Regions from separate parts of the Mus musculus genome. Here region 2 is linked to region 1. A link is a contact called in public HiChIP or PLAC-seq data. All regions are on one chromosome and are shown on one strand. The core of a region is the stretch at or near the end of the contact, and the rest is flanking DNA. Distances in the headings are between cores, read along the strand shown.

The links. HiChIP or PLAC-seq counts read pairs in DNA pulled down with a chosen protein or histone mark.
Region 2: a contact with region 1 is called in a FOXA1 HiChIP or PLAC-seq map of pancreatic cancer cells. The contact joins two enhancer-like sites. A contact is called at or near these places in 1 of 15 datasets of contacts at CTCF or cohesin (the NIH/3T3 cell line), 1 of 115 datasets of contacts at active chromatin or transcription factors (pancreatic cancer cells) and 1 of 9 other capture datasets (adipose tissue).

Annotation. Positions count from the first base shown.
Region 1 is chr3:132,790,030-132,792,729 of GRCm38.p6, forward strand. The region is part of intron 23 of Tbck (TBC1 domain containing kinase); the gene reads left to right. Among named protein-coding and RNA genes, the nearest start is that of Gm30294, 14 kb to the left of the region's middle. Within about 2 kb of position 1,277, at least 39 of the 459 cell types and tissues checked have an H3K27ac peak or open chromatin away from gene starts, as enhancers often do. A contact at or near this core is called in pancreatic cancer cells, where this site is marked.
Region 2 is chr3:132,982,574-132,985,273 of GRCm38.p6, forward strand. It overlaps Gstcd (glutathione S-transferase, C-terminal domain containing), which reads right to left. Exons shown (of 12, transcript NM_026231.3): 12 at 1-646. The coding sequence ends at 510. Among named protein-coding and RNA genes, the nearest start is that of Npnt, 34 kb to the left of the region's middle. Within about 2 kb of position 1,433, at least 68 of the 459 cell types and tissues checked have an H3K27ac peak or open chromatin away from gene starts, as enhancers often do. A contact at or near this core is called in pancreatic cancer cells, where this site is marked.

The DNA.
Region 1 (2,700 bases), core at 27-2,526:
TTGTAGGCCGTCCACATTGTTAGTATCTAATATGGGTCTCTCATGGTCCTTTGCATTTCTGTGCTGTGAGAAACCTTGTTTCATCTCTGACTTTGAGTCTTCTCCATCTTCCTTGTTAGAGCAGAACATTTAGTCGTTCTCATTTACCTTTTCAAAACCCACAGCTCCATCACTCAGCATGCTGGTCACAGAACATGGTGGCCCATGTCTGTCATCTCCCCACTGTGGAGACAGACAGGGAGATCTAGGTCACCTGGGCTGCAAAGGCAAAGCCTGTCTTATAAACAACAAGAAGCTGCTTTGATTGATTGTAGTTTTTAAAATTTCCATTCTGGTTGTCAGTCTTTTCTCTCGTTTGGATTTTCTTTGCTCTCACTCCAGATTGTTAGTGTGCTGCGGAGTCTGTGGGGTAGCGCCTTTGATTTGCCCATGTACTACTGCATGCTTCTCTGTAATGTGCTTCTTTACCCAGACTTCATAGACTCTGGTATGTTAGGGTCATTTTCATTCTTATAGCATTTTGTATTTCTTTTTTAACTTCTCCAGTTAGCCACTGGACTTTTAGGAGCGTGTTACTGAATTCCCATCTATGTGCATACTTTCTACTGTGGCCACTCTGTGCTTCTCTCCCATTATGAGAAAATGTCACGGTTTCAGTTTGGTTTGGTTTGGTTTGGTTTAAAGATGTATTTATTTTATTTATATGAGTACACTGTAGCTGTCTTCAGACACACATCAGATCCCATTACAGATGGTTGTGAGCCACTATGTGTTTGTTGTGAATTGAACTCAGGACCTCTGGAAGAGCAGTCAGTGCTCTTAACCATTGAGGCATCTCTAAAATTTCCCATAATTTCTGTTTTTAAAAGTTTATTAAAACTTAGCTAGGCAGTGGTGGCATACACTTTTAATCCCAGCACTCAGGAGACAGAGACAGGTACATCTCTGTGAGTTGGAGGCCTACTGGGTCTACAGAGTAAGTTCCAGTATACCCAGGGCTACAAAAAGAAACCCTGTCTTTTGAAAAAAAAAAAAAGTCTGTGTTTTTATATATATTGCCTGACAGAACATCTTAAGGGTAGAACTATTTATTTGGGTCCTGGCTTTATTGATTTCTGGACCCATAAGCTTGAGCAGAATATAATGACAGTAGGAGTGTATACTAAGGGATCTGTTTACTCATGGCTGGATAAAAGAAAAGAGAGGGACTGTAGAAAAGAGCAGGACAATTTATTGTCCTCATTAACACAGTGACACACTTCCTCTAACTGGGCCCAACCTCCTGACGTAACCACATCCTAATACCATCATATTATGAATCATCAACCAATCGCTACACTATGTCAGTACCTTCATAAGCAAACTTTCCGTGGAAATTCCTTTCAAGCACACCCAGAAATGTGGTCTACTAATCACTTAGATGTCTATTTGATGTTTGTACTAGCCACCACATTTGATGATGTGCCCTAAAGATTGTTCCGTGCATTGATAAGAGAGGGAAAACATGTGTCCTACTGCTGTTGGATGAAAAAAAAAATGTGTCCTATTGCTGCTGGTAAAAGATGTATACATGGAGGAATAGGAGGCAGAGACAGGAGAACCCCAGAGACTCATTAGCCAGCAGGCCTGGTACACAACAGTGAAAATTAAGAGACCCTGTCTGAAACAAGATGGAAGGTGAAGACCACTGCCTGCACTTATCCTCTGACGTCACACATGGGACCACATTCACATGTGACAGCAGGAAAGAGGAAAACACTTGGTTAAAGCTCCATGTTGGTAGCTTGCAGGCGGTCCTTTGGATTTTTTATACATAGTCATCCATATAGTTGGAGCTGTGAAAAATCACTGAGATTGTTCTCAATACACTCCCTTTTCATCTGCTGGGATTCCTGTAGTGTGAAAGTTGTCCATTTGGTAGTATTCCATAAAGTCCATAAGTTCTCTGTTCTTTTCATTCTCCCTCCTTTTCCTATCTAACTACTGCTATGCCTGAGGTTAACTCGGAAGGCGTGTCCTCCACATCAGAAACCCTTCCACTTGTTGTAGTCTTTTGTGGAAGCTATTACTTTTTTTTTTTTTTTCAGGGTTTTAGTTCGAAGATCAGTCTTTGTTTTTTGTTTGTTTGTTGTACAGATTCTGTGTCTTTGGTGAATTTCTCACTTGTACCTTGAATTGTTTTTCTCATTTCTTTGTATCATTCATGTGTTTTGCTTTGTATGTCACTAAGTTCAAATCATTGCTTTACATTTTTTTTCAGGCATCCTTAGCTTTTTCTCTGAGATCTTTTTCTGAAAGATTGTTTTCGTTAAGGGCATTAGGCTTCCTCTGATGCTCTCTCCTCGAACTGATGTCTACATATTTGGTGTAATATTTACTTACTCTGACTATTTTATGAAGTAGCTTTTGTACGAAAGGTTTTGTTTGTATGGATCTATCAGTTGGTAGGTGCATCGGGTTCAGTTATAGGCAGCTCACTAGCACATCTCTCAGTTTCTTCAGCTTTGGTGTCAAGTGTCTAGAATGCAATGATCCCAAAATTGTCATAGGTTTTCAGTGGACATAAGCAAAGTGACATGTCCATTAGCAATACATACTTGAGCCCTGGTGGCACCAGTGCTTGCAGTTGTATTTGTAGTGTTGATGATGCAGAATATGGAGAGAACTATCCCTTGGTCCCTCAGTACAAGAAGAGCAATG
Region 2 (2,700 bases), core at 183-2,682, 190 kb after region 1:
TTATATTTAAAAGGAGGATAGTACATGATATGCAGATCAACCAATGTCAGATTTAAAAAAAAAACACTAAATTTACCATTCTAGACTTTAAAAAAATCTATAGAAAAGGTACATTGTTAAAACTATAAAACCTCAACTACCTTGAGTTTAGCTCTGGTCACCAAGTATGAATATCTAAAGATTATAAAGTCAAGGCTGTGAGGTCATAGCCCAGGTTGAATATTCCACTGACATCATCAGGGAAGTGGGAGGAAATGGATCTGTGGAGGGAATCTTGGCCACTGAGAACGACTCTGGCGGCTAAGGCTTCGGGGAATCCCCTCTTGGAAGCCTGTCATCCTTCTGCGCACACAGCGGAGCATCCCTCTTCCAAGGTCTTCCTGCAGCTTTCCCAGCCGGCCCAGCATGCTCAGCTCAGTGCTGCTTCCAGGAGCACAGCAAAGGCTCCCTGGACGGCCCCGGGCTCTCCTCACGAAGCCAATGGCAGAGCATCACGTTTGAGTGCCCGTCTACAAGGGGACACCCACAATCATGTTGTTCTTGGGAGAGCAGCTCTCTGGCTCCATAGAGATCACTTGAACAGAGTAGCCGTGTTCTCCTGCTGCTGCTGCTCGGTCCAGATCCACCAGGCCCATGCACTGCTTCCCTGAGACAAGGGAACACAGCGTGAGACATTTATAAGCAATGTAACTTTCATGCATACACAGGGATCTTCGCAGTGACAGTATCCATCCATCAGTGCTGTGGCAAAGGCCATGTCCCCTCGGTACTGCTTACTGTAAGCTTAGAGTGGATCACCGTGAAGACATACTTCCCAGATTTATCTTGGCTAGCAATTTCCAGAAGGCTAACTTTTAAAAATGTATCAATACGTATATCTCAAATTGCAACTACACATTCTACTTTATATTTTGGTCAAAAATTCATTTTAAGACCTATGTTCTGTATTCCTATAAAGTCATATTATAAGTAATATTCTAAAAAAAAAAGTCTGTCTCTGACAAAGTCTAAAATAAGACACTGCCGAGTGGCCATCTGAAAGAGACACCGCATTTCTCCCTGGAGGTTTATAACATGATAAAGAAATGCAAAGGGACTGAGGAAACTCGTGACCATGTGCTAGTCAGAGTTCACCTCGCTATGAAATTGGTTTTCTCTTCCCTTTGCAACGTTTGAGAATCAAACGAGGAACCCTGACTGGCAAGCCAGCAGCTTATTTGTTTTCCCTTTCAAAAGTAGATTAGGAAAAACTGAGTTGAGGCTTCCTATACTAAGCCATTACTTGCTTTTATAGTCTGAACTGTTCTATATTTAATATCTAAGTTCTTCCTTTTCTTGAAAGAGGTTACTGACTGCACAATCTCATTCCTTCCACTTTTCTTTGATAATTACAGCAATGCTTAAGCACCACTTTACAGCAGCCTCCTGGAGTGAAGTGAAGTCAGCAGTCAGGCACATCCATCCCTGAAACAGGAAACCTCTCCTGTAACATGTGGGACTCTTACAGACCAAACAAAACCAGGAACGGATGAAATTAGCAAGTAAGAATAAATCAGAGACTCAGACTCACAGCGTGAAGATCAAGCTGTGTTAGAAGCTGATGCAAAAGGGTAGAACTCCATTTAGAAAACAAACAACTCATCTTCTCCCCAGCAGCTATCCAGTTGGTTTCTCTCTGGCCTCAGACACTTCCCTTTAAGCTGAGTGCTTGCTTCCCATCCACTTCTCAGTTCAAACACTCTGTCAGAACGGGATGCTCCGCATTCCTTCAGGACCCACCCTGGTTTACAAGGCAGCTCACTGACTCTTGGCTGGGATCCCAGTGCAGTTAGTTTTTCCTTTTTTCATCTGGTAGAAGAATCTCATATTTTCCCATGTTAAGTGTCAATACAACTGAAATCCAGTTGTTGGCAACCTACCTTTTGGGGGTTGGTAAATTTTCTTTTCTTTTTTTTTTTTTCTTTTCCATTTTTTATTAGGTATTTAGCTCATTTACATTTCCAATGCTATACCAAAAGTCCCCCATAGCCACCCACCCCCACTCCCCTACCCACCCACTCCCCCTTTTTGGCCCTGGCATTCCCCTGTACTGGGGCATATAAAGTTTGCGTGTCCAATGGGCCTCTCTTTCCAGTGATGGCCGACTAGGCCATCTTTTGATACATATGCATTTTCTAAAAACGTTTGTCAAGCATGGAAGTGGCAATATCTTTGACAAACTCTGTGGCTTTGTCTGCCCCCTTCCCCTGCCCTTCCCTGTAGCACTCTTGCCAGATGGGCTTCTGCTTCAACCCTAGCACCCGCCCTTCAGTCTCTGCTCTTCCTTGACACCGAAAACTGACACTGATTCACAACAACAATCATGGCTCTACTGATCTCTATGGTTTGAACGTGCTCCCTAAAAGGCACATGCTTGCAACTTAATCCCCAGTGCTGAGTTACAGTTAGACGTCAGCCTGAGGTGAAGGTATGCTGTTACTGTAGGACTGGGTTCATTATTGTGAGTGTGGGTTTCTTAAAACGGGCCAAGCTTGGTCTCTCTCATGAAGGCATTCCCTTCCATTGCTTGCTAGTGCTCCTACTGCTCCTCACCCACTCTAGGTCTGCCTTTCTCTTTTGGCATTTGACACCTTCTACAATGGTATGACTCACCAAGAAGTCTCCATCAGATTTAACCCTCTGATCCCTAGATCAGTGGAT